Linked DNA regions of Mus musculus: region 1 is linked to region 2. A link is a contact called in public HiChIP or PLAC-seq data. All regions are on one chromosome and are shown on one strand. Each heading gives the region's core, a stretch centred on a gene start, on an enhancer-like site or on the middle of the called end of the contact. The rest is flanking DNA. Distances are from core to core; before and after follow the strand shown.

What was found. HiChIP or PLAC-seq counts read pairs in DNA pulled down with a chosen protein or histone mark.
Region 1: a contact with region 2 is called in an HNF4G HiChIP or PLAC-seq map of pancreatic cancer cells. The contact joins two enhancer-like sites. A contact is called at or near these places in 1 of 15 datasets of contacts at CTCF or cohesin (the NIH/3T3 cell line) and 3 of 115 datasets of contacts at active chromatin or transcription factors (embryonic stem cells, microglia and pancreatic cancer cells).

What each region holds. Positions count from the first base shown.
Region 1 is chr3:104,997,689-105,004,861 of GRCm38.p6, forward strand. It overlaps Cttnbp2nl (CTTNBP2 N-terminal like), which reads right to left. Exons shown (of 6, transcript NM_001163332.1): 6 at 4,227-7,173. The coding sequence ends at 6,962. Among named protein-coding and RNA genes, the nearest start is that of Gm40116, 6.8 kb to the right of the region's middle. Within about 2 kb of position 2,608, at least 79 of the 459 cell types and tissues checked have an H3K27ac peak or open chromatin away from gene starts, as enhancers often do. A contact at or near this core is called in the NIH/3T3 cell line and pancreatic cancer cells, where this site is marked.
Region 2 is chr3:104,942,936-104,950,034 of GRCm38.p6, forward strand. Wnt2b (wingless-type MMTV integration site family, member 2B) reads right to left here. Exons shown (of 5, transcript NM_009520.3): 5 at 1,870-4,265. The coding sequence ends at 4,036. It also overlaps a transcript of St7l not described here. Among named protein-coding and RNA genes, the nearest start is that of Wnt2b, 15 kb to the right of the region's middle. Within about 2 kb of position 2,181, at least 38 of the 459 cell types and tissues checked have an H3K27ac peak or open chromatin away from gene starts, as enhancers often do. A contact at or near this core is called in the NIH/3T3 cell line and pancreatic cancer cells, where this site is marked.

The sequences.
Region 1 (7,173 bases), core at 1,358-3,857, 55 kb after region 2:
CTACAGGCCCTGCTTAGGTCTGATAAGGCACTTGAGTGGAGCCTGAGAGGGTTTTCTGACCTCCTTCAATCTCAATCACTTGGTTAGAGAGAGGCCCGTCTTGGCCGAATAAATCAGCAGTGGGACTGTTTCCTCTGAGGTGGCGGTGATGGCTTTGTTTGTCCGAGACAGAATCTGTTATGTAGTCTAGGCAGGCTTTGAGTTTGTGGCAATCCTCCTGCCTCTGCTAGGATAGTAGGCCACCACACCACGAATTTGGGAAACACAGATACTTTGGGAGCGAAACATTTTGATAAAGATTGCAAGTGGCTGTTTTGGACGAGGTTCCCAAGAGACCAGATTAAAAATCAAAACCACTCCCACAGAAGCCCCCTCACCGAGTTAACCTGATCGCACTCAGAGAAGCCGAGAGAACGGCCACATTCCCCGGCTGTCTGAATCTTCCAGTGTGGCTCCTTTCGGCTTTACGCTGATCTGGTTCTGTTTTGTCTTAGTTCCCACCTTACAAGTAACTTCGAAATGACCAAACCATTTTCTGTTCCTTTCAGCTTTGTAACCCCCACAAAGTCTTTGCCTAATGTATTCTAATAACTTATTCTAACACATGCTTGATTCTACACCGACAAATAGGGCCAGTGGAGATCTTTAAATTGTTTTAACTTTGAAGTTTTGGGGGGTGTGGTGCTGGGAATTGTATTTAAGAGCTCATGCATGCTAAGCATGCTGCCTTAAAAAAAGGCTTTCTTGAGATGCACTGGCATTTTGCCTGCAAGTAAGTCTGTGTGAAGGTTGTCAGGTCCCTTGAAATGAGGTTACAGATAAGCTGCAAGCTGCCATGTGGGTACTGGAAATTGAACCCAGGAACTCTGGAAGAGCAGCCAGTGCTCTTAACTGCTGAGCCATCTCTCCAGCGTCCCACCTCTCTCCCCCACCTTTAAAAAAAAAGCTCTGTGTAGCTCTGGTTGACCTGGAACTCACTATATAGACCCGCCCAGGCTCTTTGAGGGAGTTAAACCCAAACTCCCAGGATTGATTCAAGGTCTACAGTAAGCAGGTTTAGGGTGCGATTACAGATGCTGGCAGAAAAAGAACGAACCCACGTTAGGGCAGAGAGAAAAGTGACCACGAGACCCAGGGCTGAGGCGGTCCTTAAAGAGTATGCTTATCCATTATCATGTTGTGCAGGGGGAGGAGGGACTAGGTTTCTTTGTGTTTGTGTGTGTGTGTCTGTGTGAGCTCCCAAGTGTGCATGGGTGTCCTCAGAGGCCTCACCAGATCCTTTGGAGCTGGAGTTACAAGAAGATCTGGACCTCTGTAGGGGCAGCAAGCACTTTTAACCATCTCTTTTCTAGACAGGTTTCAAAAAGCCCAGGCTAGCCTCAAACTCTTTAAGTAGCTGAAGTGACCTAGATGTTTGGATCCTTCTATTTCCACCTCCCAAGTTACAAGATTGAAGATGTGTGCCTATTTGTAAGAGTAAAGAGTGCTTTTATGAACAGTGTTTCCACTGAAACTGTGTGGCTATTAAGGGGGAACAGATTATAAGAAACAGGTTTTGTTGGAAGGCAGTCCATAGGTGAAACTGTTGGTTCTGGACTGACTGTACTTAATAGTTCTAAACGTGTATGTAAAATGGGGTGTTATCACCCTGCTAGTGAGCCATGAGACTTTAACACACCTTCAAAGACACAAAAGAGGGTTTGAGGACAGCCTAGTCTACATTCAGTCAAATCTATAGGGAGACCCTGTTTTCAGTCTGTAGAGGGTTTTAAGTCTATTTTCTATGTGTATGAGAGTTTTGCCCTCACATACGCAAGTATATCATATGCATGCAGTACCTGTACAGGTTAGGAGAAGGCCCTGGAACCTTTGGAAATGGAGTTACAGGCTTGTTAGCCACACTGTGTGCTTGGAACTGAACCTGAGTCCTCTGCAAGAGCACCAAATGCTGCTAGTCACGAGCTATTTCTCCAGCCACAGCTCATGGTTTAGATTAACTGACCCTCCTCCCTGCCCACGGTCTTGCACTTGGTCATTGCATTTGGAGCACCAGAGATTTTCAGCAACAGGTGTGCAATCCTGCTTGTCACTTCACCTGGAGTTTTTGTACAGATCTCTTGTCCACAGCCACTTTTATCAGCTCACTAGTGATAACAGGCCACAGGAGGATCAGTATCGTTACATTCATGTCAACTCATTGCTATGGGGCTTGGTCCCCACGCAGGTACTTCTCTCAACGCAACTGACGTTCTGGCAAGATTTCCAGAAGCTAAGACATCTCCTTACACGTGGGCAAGAAAGTCACCAAAGAACAAGGGAGGGATATGAAGCATGGCTTACCAAATGTTGTCCTTAGACCTCACCAGCCATCAATTTTAGCAGGCTTCCCAGGTTATACACAGGTTATGCACAAGCACAGCGGGTTTGCGGAGCCCAACCCACTTTGTCTCCTCCTCCTAGTAATGATGCGTCCATTGATAGGCAAACAGATAGATGGACTCTCAATTTTCTCAAATAGTTTAAACATTAGTTAAACCTTAAAAATGACTCCCATGGAATATTGCTCATTGCCTGCCTGATTCAGGTTTGAAAATGGGTCTCATCCCACCCCAGAGCTGTGGGTGGTACCCAGGGCTTAGCATGTCACCACAGGGCTAGCCCCAGCTCCATACCCACTAATCCAAAACCAGCATTTCAAGACACTGAAAGTGGTTTCAAGGACCACCTAGCCCTTAGAAAAACCCTAAATTCTCTCCCCCAGACCCAGACACAGAAAGAGAGGGGTGGTGGTGAGGGAAGGAGCAGGAGGGAGAGGGAGAGAGAGAGAGGGGGAGAGGGGGAGAGGAGGAGAGGGGGAGAGGGAGAGAGAGAGAGAGAGAGAGAGAGAGAGAGAGAGAGAGAGAGAGAGAGAGAACGCACGCGCGTGCGCAGCAGCTGCCAGAGGCTGTCATGGGAAACTGGATATAGCTGGTGTTTGCTGAATGGATTGTTAATGAGCTTACTTAAGATACATAAACATCCACAATGTTTGAACATCTTTTGTACTTCAAAGGGTTTTCAAGTACTTTCGTCTGGCTACAACTTACAATTGCAAGCATGGGGTAGCAGCGAAGGCATGGACTAGTAAACTTTAAGGGAAGCATTAGTCATTTGTGGAATGAAAGGGCAAGGCAAGATGAGGCATTAAAACTGGAACCCATGAGTCACTGGTGGCTTCTGGTCGAGTTCCAGCAAAACCATCAACTGACTTTTGCATATAGACACATCCACTTTTCTGGAACTACAATATATAGCTCTTCTAAGATTTTCAAAAGGTCCAGAACCCTGAAAGGGTTGTAAAGTTATTAGTAGCTGGTCCAGCAAGATATGTTCATGGTACATCAGTGGTAAAAATGTTATAGTGGTAACTACTGCTTTCTGATTGGATTTAGGACCGGTCTTCCCAGGAGAAAATTCCATGCAAGGTACTGTATGTACATCTGGCCAAGAACTCATGGCTGGAGAGCTCGTAGGCCCTAGGGGTGATTTGCTGAGGACCTAGTGCTAACGTGCTACATGTATTATTCTATACGTGTAGAGCAATGCAGCTTCCAGCCCTTCTCACAAAAGCTTCTTTGTGTGGGGGTCAGTGGTTATCACAGGAACTGACAACCGGTGAGAGGACTGCAAATACATCCAAGGGACTGCTCAGTGGGGCATCTGTATTACAGCCCTCCTCCCAAGGCTCAGGGGACAACACAGGAGGAACGATTCTACGAGCCAGAGGTTAGGAAGGACGGGGACAGGGCTGTCTTCTGGACCAATGTACTCATGAACTCTCAGTAGCTGTGGCTGCCTGCACAAGATCAAGCCAGCCACACTGCAGCGTGGCCTCCCAAGTTCCTGCTCCTAGCTGAGTGTTAATGGCAGCTGACGGCTACTAGAGAGGAAGTGGTGACAGCTTTGTAGCCTGACAGGCAGACCAAGCTCCAGTCGATGTCCCTGTGTCTGCATGCATGTGAGATTCCCAGTGAGTAAAAATGCAAGTTATTAAATACTAGATTATTGGAACCCCTACCCCCAGCTCTATGCTTCACAAGAAAGCCAATGTCCTAAGTTTTTGGGAGTTCTAACCTGGATGCTGCCATCGAGGCCGAGTTTCTCAAAAACTCAATCAAGTGCTCCGTATATCACACACTCCCCTTTCTAATAAAACAAGCCCAAGACAAGACTTTTCCCCCAGACAGTTATGATTTAACTTGTTTTAATGTAGTCTACTATAAAAATGAAGACTTCTGCACTTGGCCTTACAAATGTTAATGACTTAGTTAACGCTTGTGTTACACCGAGCACATCATTAGATTCTGCTGACCAGTAACAGCTTCTTTGATATGGTTAATACCCAAATTGTGAATCATGGAACTTTTACTTAGCGCACACACTCACAATCTACTGCAAACTGAAATACTAATCTATAATATCTAGCTGAATTATTGGATCCATTTCAGGATTGTGCTTATTATCTCAGAAGATAGGAACTAGCAAAAATACACATTTCTTTTGCATATCCCACCCCTGTATTATACTGTAAAAGAAATATTGTTCAGTGCATCCCCCCCAAGAAATAAACTCCCCTATAGCATTTCTCTTTCTCTATATATATCTGTCTCCAAACAGAGGAAGAGCACAACACAGCTTTTAAGATTACCATTTAAAGCAAGAGAGGTAAGAACACTGAGGCCCTGCAGTCTCTCCTGAGGAGAAGGTTCAGCGTTTGATCATCACTGGTCTATTTTGGCTCCGCAATAGGAGTAAATTCCATGCAGGATCGCTCGGGACAGTTTCACATGTCTCCATCATTTCAGCAGACACCAGCCACACTTTCATGTGTCATGCATTTACCTTAACCATTTAAACTGTAAGCTGGAGAGTCAACAGTATACCCTGTTGTTGACTTGCCCACCAAGATTTTAATCACCTGCCTCTTGCCCACTGACTCAAAGGGTTAATAAAAATATAACTAAGAGCTATTAGCTAAATTATTAGGGAGACTTTTTGTTTTCAGCTCTGTGGTTCAAGAAGAAAATCAATTTCTAATTCCTTGTGACTCATCTGAATGGGCCCACTGAATCCTTTGGTTTTGCAAACATGATCAGGTGTTTCCAATGATCACCCATTCTCCTTCCCAATAAACGGTTACAGTAGGCCAGGGGCTTCTGGGTAGATGCTGGCCAGAACAATTTATGTAAAGACACCAAGGCCTTCCTCTCTCTTACTCTGGATAAAAAACTGTGTAACCAGTGTCCTGAGCTGGTGTGTCGGGGGTTCTGCTTGCCAAGAGCAAGGCTGTCCTGCTCTGTGGACTTGGTCAGATGTAGCTGACACAGTGGAGAAGCCTGGGGGTTTCTGTCTGTACAAACTCACTACAAGGGAAACAGCACAGGTTCTAGGGAGGGAGAGGCTGCAGCTTGGTAGCCTGCAAGCTAAAGTCATTTGCAGCCATGTTTGTCTAATCAGCAGCATTTAAAAAACATTTAAAATCAGAATGAGAATCTTCTTGTGGGAATCTCAATTCCATGAACGTTTAGAGAATTGGTAACCTCCATCTGCAATTTTTGCATGACAGGAGCTGGGGCTCAAAGGGGTGGCCCCATTACACGGGGCTAGGATGCTATGGCTGAGTGGATAGCACTTGAGGGGCTGTGCTGTCTCACTCACTCACATGGCTAGCTGAGTTCTGTGGCACTAGGACGATTTAATGGGCTTTCCTATGATGCTGATGATGTGAGCTTAGTTTGGGATTGTCCACTTCCTTGTCAAATGGATTTCTTTGTTGACTGACTGGCTCCAAGTCACATCTAATTGCTTTGGTAGGTAATCTTAACATGCGATTGATTCTACTTTGTCCTTTATGCTACACTGCAAGCTCCAGAGATACAATTGCACTAATACTTATGTGCTTGAGTGTGAGAATGCTGAACATGTAAAAGGGGTGTGTACTATACAGATACAGATATACGCCCATTTGGTTCCATAGATAGAAGTGCTGGCAGCATGGAGAGTGAATGTAACAATTTGGTAAAATCTGTATAATTCTGACTTACAGTATTACAAAGACTGACTTTTAAGTTATTGCTTTTTGATCACAGAATAAAGAGTTCATTATGTCATTTCCTATTCAAGTAAAAGCAACCAGAATCAGAAGTTCCCATGGCCGATGCTTGAGGGTGGATTTGAATGGAGACGTGACTTCACTACTCAAGAAGTGATGCAGGAAACGGAGAATGACTTAAGTTTTCAAAAGCACAAGAAAATCAGCACCCCAACTGCTAAGTGTTCTGGAGGGTTTCTTGAGGGCTTTACAGAGCTCAGCCTGACAGAGTTCCCGCCCTTCAGAAGGATTTCCACTCTACTTATGCAAACCTCGGTTCAGAACACAAAGCTGGCATTAAACAGTCAGAGAGGATTAAAAGCAGTGTTGGTTTTTTGACATTCAGATTCACAGAGGATCTCATTTGCTGCAAGAAATGCTCTGTCTTTTGTTTCTGCCGCAGAATCACATTCCCGTGGCAGGCGATTTCAGGCACTTTTAAAACATGTTCATCTGGAATAAAAATCTGCACGAACCGCTTCTGCATAATTTGAAATGAGTGCTGAGTAATGAATTCTAGCTCCCCGACTGGCAGCAGCACCGCCTGGTCCCCAGTCAGCCGCCTCGTCGCAGCACGCTGGCAAGTGCAGAGCTTGAGATGCGCTATGTCTATGAGGTCCCCTTCTAGCTTAGTACAAAGAGGTGAGTCATAAAAATCCAAAGTATTCAATTTCTACTTAAAAAAATACAAAAAGGTAAATACACTGAATGTATTATACAGATGGCTGTAGCTACTATCAAATAAATAACATGATTTGACTCCAGGGTTTAACGCTGAGCTCTTGGCCCGAGTCTGATGGAATGTCAAATGTGGAGACTCAGCCCTAGGGACTAGCTGCTGGTAGGCAAAAGTATCTCAACATCTTTGCCATTGGCCACCACGGCACTGGGGGAGCAGCTGCTGGCGAGGTCTTCTGTGGCGGCCAGGGAGGATGCCTGGGAATGAGTCTTGGTTACTGGAGTGGTGGCAGACTGCGAAGGGGTGAGGCCAGGCTTTTTGGGCGGGATTGGTGGAGGGTTTCCTCTCTCAGCTCTGGGGATGG
Region 2 (7,099 bases), core at 931-3,430:
GCACTTCTCCCTGTCCTCAGTGCAGACCAGGTTTGAGAAGTTACCCGGCCTCAGCCACTCTGCTTGGGTGGTAATTCTCCACCCTTGATCTCTTCTCCATGCCCTTTCTGTGTCCTTCCTCTACCACCTCCCAGGGGAGTACCAATTCCCAAAGCAAACACTGCATGCATGTTGATAATGTAGTTTTGAAACATTCCTTGCTTGTAGCTGACCCTGTTGTTGGTGTGACTTCTGGAGGATCTAGCTGCTTATTTTAATTGTTGGGAGAGGTGAGATTATTATAATCCCCATACAACCCAAAAAATGCTGTGGGAGTCTGTTTTGAGTCCACCTTCTGCACATGGGTCCATGTGTGTCCTCAGAGTTATGCTCAGGCTGACAGGAAGGGCAAAGAGTAAAAAAGAAGCATGCCTTTCTTATATTCCAACACTGCTTCGGAGGTGCCCAGCCCCCGCAGTACAGGCAGTTCCCAAGTGGAAGGTGGGGGCAGAGGCCTCCAGCAAGGCCATCAATAACCAGGTGTGTAATGTGAAGCTCGCTGTATTTCATTTCTGCACCCAGGGCCAGCTCTGCAGGGTTGCTTATGGAGCGCTCTGTGTCTGGCACCTCTCTCCACCAGACCCAGGCGCCCAGGGCCCACCGACCTGCCCAGGAATGCACTGCATTGTTCTCTGCTGCTGTAATTTGGCTGCAGGAGCTAAGCAGAATGCCTCCCAGGGATGAGAAACACTCTCCCTGGCCGCGTCCCTTATCCCCAGCTAGCTTGGGCTTCTGCCCTATGACCACTGAGGGCATTTAAATACAAATTTTAGAAAGGTGGGGTGGGGGCGGGAAATCCTGATTATCTGTCTTCTATTAAGCCATGCAGAGACTTATGTCCTGAGTGGGTCTAAGAATTTGGCAAGAGACCTGATGGTTGGTGTTCTCGATAAGGGATGCAAGAGAAAGGGGAAGATAGTTTCCTACAGCAGAGAGGAAGAGAGATGAAGCCTGGAGTGCTCATAAGTTAAATCTCCAAAGCTTTGCACACAGACCCTCAGGACAGTATTTTCTTCTTTTAATCTGAAGTACACTAATGAAGAGCGTGCTCTGATGCCATTGTTCAGAGCTGAAAACTGAAAGCTTCTTTTCTATAGTGCTGAGTTATGGGGTATGGCCAACATTCTTTCTTCCTGTTTGTTTGAGACAGGGTCTTACTCTGCTCTTAAACTAACATGGAACTCACTGCTCATAAACACAGCTATCCTCCTGCATCAGCCTCCCAGAGTGTTGGGATTACAACCATAAGCCATCACCCTGGCTCTTCTATTTAAAAGAAACTGCCTGCAGGCTGTGCAGCCACTTCTCCGAAAAGATCCTATTATCCCTAAAGGATAGAAACAGTACCTTTTAAGTTCACTTTGTATCCAAATAGCTCCTATTGAAATACACTGTCCTAAATGTTTATCAAAAGATAAATGAAGTAAGGGCCAACACGAGAGAAAGGAACTGAGGAAGGAGGTTAAGACACCGCTGGTGGGCAACAAACCTCTACCATCTAGAGACAGAAGAGGAGGCCTTCAGAGCAGACAAGGAGTAGGTAGCAACAGAATTCTGTGGAGTCCCGGCACGGAATAAAGTTCTTGTTTTGTTGCTTGTTCCAAATAAATCAGTTTGTTTGTATAGCGCAGAATGAGCGCCAGTTGTCTAAAGCCAGTTGGAATGCAGAGACAAGCTAAGTTCGGAGGAAAAACTAATTGCTTGGCCACCATTCCTTCTTGGGGCCACACAGCTTCCGTAGCAGGACTCGGATATCTTTTCTCTCACATAAACACCTCACTTTACAAACTTCTCACTCCCTGGACAGCTATTTCTCTCTGAGCCATTTATAAGTGGTTGTATATCTTTATCAGCTAGAATTTGGAGCCCAGGCAAAGGCATGGAGTAATATGAGATGTCACAGATGTCTGCCACAGCTAAGAACCCAAACTCAAAGAGAATACAGCACAAGTAGATTTACCTCAGGCTGGCTCCCCAGTGAAGGCCAATGCCATCACTGATACCGTAACTTGGATGTTCTCGCCCCTGCCCCAAAACTCCTCTCTTCCAAGAGAAGTCCCTCTTCCCCTCCGCCCCCCTCCGTGACCCCACCACTGGCTCATCAGTTATCCCGTTGACTCTACTCTGCGAGGAAGACATTCCCTCCGCCTGACTCACTCAGTCCCGTTTCTCCAGTCATCCCCTCACCACAGACCACAAGGGCCCTGACTAGCTCATGTTTTGTGTTAATGGATGTGAAACCGGAGCAAATCCCCTCACCAAAAGAAAAACCATACTAAACTCTCCCACACAGGTCTCAGCAGGTTACACAAATATTAGTCCTATCATCCAAATAAATCTGCCTCTGTGGCCAGAGCTGTGCCCCCCCACCCCACCCCACCCCAGCCTCCTGCTGCCTGGGCAGAAAGAGGTTGCTCCACAAACATCTGAGAGTACGATTGGATGAAGAGGAACCTGAGAAGAGAGAGAGGAGCTATATCCAGAATTCCTTGTGAAAGCCTTTGAATCTAGTCTGTTGTCTGCCCAGACAGCCCTAAATCAGAAGGTCCCAGAGAAGCAGGAAGTACTTGACCAGTGAGAGTGTTGATGACGTCTATCAGTCGGCTAGAGTTTGGGGCACAGTTAGATCTCAGTTTCACCCTCACTTTACAGATAAGAAAATGGGAGAGGAGAATTTAAAGACCCTGCTGAAAATAAAAAATAGAGAGTAAATAGCTGGGATTAGACCTAAGTCTAACTGTGGATTTCTATACTATTTCTGTTTATCAATAGGGAAGAAGATGACCATTGTCGAGGTCACATAAAACTAGACCATCAAGGTTTGGAACCCCCATGTCACTGTGCCTGCTCTCTTTGAAGGCTCCACTCCTGTGTACCCTCGTTAGGCAACGGTCAGTAGCACAGAGAGAACCTTCCCTGTTTAAGTCGATCGTGGAACGTGCAGTAGTTAACAGTTGGACCTGGTGAATCACAAAATAAAGATTTGCTGGGTAAATGAGAAAGGCCTTATAGGATGTTTGCCACCTCGGCTCCAGCACCAGCTCTCTCTCTATAGCTGCTGCCTTTTGTTCCTACTTCAAAGCTGAAGATCCTCAAGAACTAGCAAAATGCGAGATCTCTGCCTTCCTAGTATACACTGATCCTCATGGAACCCCTGAGATCAGGTGCGCTCACCCTTCCCATGAGTTACCTCCCTTCCTACCGAATCTCCGGAATAGTGGATGTGGGGGAAGTCCCAAGGCCTAGCCAGGCTTTCTATGTCATTCTCTCACAATCCTGTTCCGGGCCTCTAATGGCCTGGTAAGAATTTGACCCACTGCAAGCTGCCTCACTCTGAACAGGCAGCCAGTGAGCAGGCTGCTGCTGTGTGATGTAGGTGGAAAGGGAGGCACAGAGAATGTGTATCTGTAGAGCATTGTGATTTTCCTCCTCACCAAACCACTACTTTATAAGCTGCGTAGAAGCATGATGTGGAGCCTTGTTCAATGTGGCTAACCCATCTAGCTATCTCAGGGTCTCAGCAGAATACTATGGCCTAAGATTGTCTGCCCGTACTGTCTCCAGCAAAGGGACAGGCAGTTTTATCTCTGTCCTATCCTCAGGCAGAGTAGCATCAAACACGGAAGCTACCTCCAGGTTCCCTTCCTGTTGCATACCCAAAGAGGATCAGAAGTCAGTGCAAGCAAAGGGGAGGATGAGCCTTGACTTAGTGCAACTCAAATCACTCTGAAGACAGACCTCTCCTACTCTCCCTTCAAACCTCCAGATGGACCATCAGGGAGTCACTCAGCCTCCTAAATCCATCCCCTATCAACACGTCCCTAGGGCTAAGGAACCAGGCGGCCGGGACATTGGGGTCCCTCCGGATCACTCTCCAGGTCCGTGACAGAAGCCATAGCAGCCCAGGATTGAGGGTAGAGGAAGGTGCGCATGCAAGGGTCTTGTGCTTTTGAGTCAGAGGCTTGAAGTGGAGGGAAGAATGAGGTTTCTGTGTGTTCAGGTCTGGTCCAGCCACTCTGCCTTCTTAGGGGCCTTGCATGTGTGGACATCCACAGTGTTTCTGCACTCCTTGCACCGCACAGCACAGCACCAGTGGAATTTGCACTCACACTGGGTGACGCGGGTGACCCGAGTTGTGTCATACCCTCGGCCACAACACATGATTTCACACCCATCTGTTCCTTTAGAAGTCTTGCTGCAGACGCGGCCTGCGGTACCTAGGGAACCTGAGTCAGGGAAGAGAGGTGAGAAACAAGTCACTTTTGTTTATGCCACTCTGGGTACCCTTACACCCCCTTATTTTTTTCTTAAGATTTATTTATTTATTATATGTAAGTACACTGTTGCTGTTTTCAGACACACCAGAAGAGGACATCTAATCTCATTACAGATGGTTGTGAGCCACCATGTGGTTGCTGGGATTTGAACTCAGGACCTTCAAAAGAGCAGTCAGTGCTCTTAATCACTGAGGCATCTCTCCAGTCCACCCTTACACTCTTAAGAAGCCATAAAGAACCTCTGTTCCTGAAAATATAACCAAAACGGTCACTCGTTGCCCTCTGACCCAGGTTCCCTTGTTGCCACTATCAAAGCTCCCCAGAGGCACCAGTCCCAGCACCGTCCCTTTCCTGCAGCCCCCACACTGCCATGTCCTCTTCAGAATCTAGCTTGAAAATAGAAGAACTGTAGGTCAGGTGAGGTTCTCTATTTTGTAGGGAATATGATGGCACATTATCTGGATTTAAATTCTAGTTGTACTATTTCATAGCTGTAGCTATTTAGCAAGTTAATGATTGTATCTGGGCCTCAGTTTTCATATATGCAAATGTATATAAAATAATGGCTATCCAGGTGTGGTAGCACCTGCTTGTAGCCATGATGCAAAATACTGAGGCAAGAAAAGCCACTTTGGTTCTAGGCTAGCCTGGGCTGTGTAGTGAGTTTGAGGTCAGATTAGAATGCATAGTAAGATGCTGTCTCGAGGAAACAAAACAACTCAAAATCTAATGTAATAGATTGTTAGCGTACATTTATTATTTCCGTCCAACAGAGATGAGCTGATTGGCATGACAGGCTGGAAGCTTACTGCAAGAAGTTTCTGTGTTACACCCCTTTCAGAAGGGATTCTTGAAAAGTAGGGTAGCTTTCTCCTTGTACAGGGAATGCTAATTCAAAAGATGTCAGCACAAAAAGACCCCATCAACCCTTTTCCTACTAACAGGGACCCCTGGCCTGAGACTTCAAGAAAGAGCTCAACAGCAATGCCCCCCACCAACCCACTAGGATATGGGGAGGACAAAAGCAGAAATTCTTTGTTTTTTAGCTTATTGGTTTAAAATCTCTGATTTAGGGCTAGGAGTGTAGTTCAGTGGTGACATACTTGCCTAGCATGTGCAAGACCCTGGATTGGATCCCAGCACTGTTATAGTGACAATGACAACCATGTAGAAGACATGAATATCTAATAATTACATGGTATAGCAACAACATAAGCAGACGTCTTTAAGTGCACATGTGCTCAATTTTCTTTCTTAAAAAATTTTTGTATGTGTATATGTATATATATAAATACATGCACACACATTATACACACACACACACACACACACACACACACATGGGGGACCACAGCATGCATTCAGAAGTCGGAGAACAACCTGTGGAGGTTGGTTCTCTCCTACCGTATAGTACAATGGGGGCCAAACTGAGATTAATAGGGTTTGCAGAAGCACCTTTGCCTGCTGAGCCACTTTTCCAGCTCTCGATTTTACTCTTTAAGATTGATTTTATTTATTTTCTTGTGTGTGTGTGTGTGTGTGTGTATGTGTGTGTGTATCTTTGTATGTGTGTGTGCACACTTGCGTGTGGGTGCCCTCACAGTCCGGAAGAGGACATCAGTCTCCTGGATTCAGCTCTGAGCAACCTAATGTAGATGCTGGAAACTGAACTCAGGTCCTCTAGAGGAGCAGCAAGAACACTTAACCACTGAGCCATCTCTCCAGCCCCCTCTATTTTCTTTTTTAACAACCGGAATATATAATCCAAAATGTTAGCAAACTACTACTCTATAGAGTATGGGCTGACTAGGTCTACATATGTTATTCTAACGCCGAGAGCTGGGTCCTCAATACCAAAGTCCTCTTCTACAATCTGGAGCTGTACAAGCAGACTAGCTACTAACTGTGTTAGATCTCTTAAATTCAGAGAATTTAAATTATTAGCTAAACTAAAAGGTTTTGGTTTTGAATTGGATTAACAAGTCTGTCACACTTGTTTGTGGTTTTATTCAGTGTCATTTGCTGCCCAACATCAACTGTCATGCTAAAAGTATTAAATGGACAATCCAAAGATAAATGACTAAAACTTGTAAATGTCTATTATTCAAATCATCCTCTTAGCCGGGCGTGGTGGTGCAGGCCTTTAATCCCAGCACTCAGGAGGCAGAGGCAGGCAGCTTTCTTAGTTCGAGGCCAGCCTGGTCAGCCTGGTCTACAGAGTGAGTTCCAGGACAGCCAGGGCTATACAGAGAAACCCTGTCTCGAAAAGAGAAAAAAAAAAAAAATCATCCTCTTTGTGACTCAGTAGGAGAGCCCAGCATATTGTAAGGTCCTGGGTTAGATCAACAGTAGCATTAAAAGAGTGAATCTACTCTCTTACTTATCAATTAAAAATTAAACTTCATCATAGATATGTATGTTAAGAAGCAGAGTACATAGAAGGTTTAGTACTACCTGTACTTTGAGGCATCCCTTGACCTTGGAGCACTGGAAACAGTAGCAATGAGGATTCAATCAACGTAGGAAGTTTAGTTGGGCAGTACTACCGTGGAGGGGATCCTTGGTTCCATACTCGGGAGGTGGGGGGAGGCTTATATCATTGGGATCTCTTGGGGCTTAGGGGACCTAAGTTTATGCCTCTGAGAAAAATTAATAAGTGTATGACTCATCCTCCCTCCAAACTCCAAAGATCCTTCTCCAAAGACACATTTTAGGGGTAGTAGAATAGCCTATACAGATATGTGGAAATTATTCCTGGGCATTTAGATATGAATCCTCTGCAT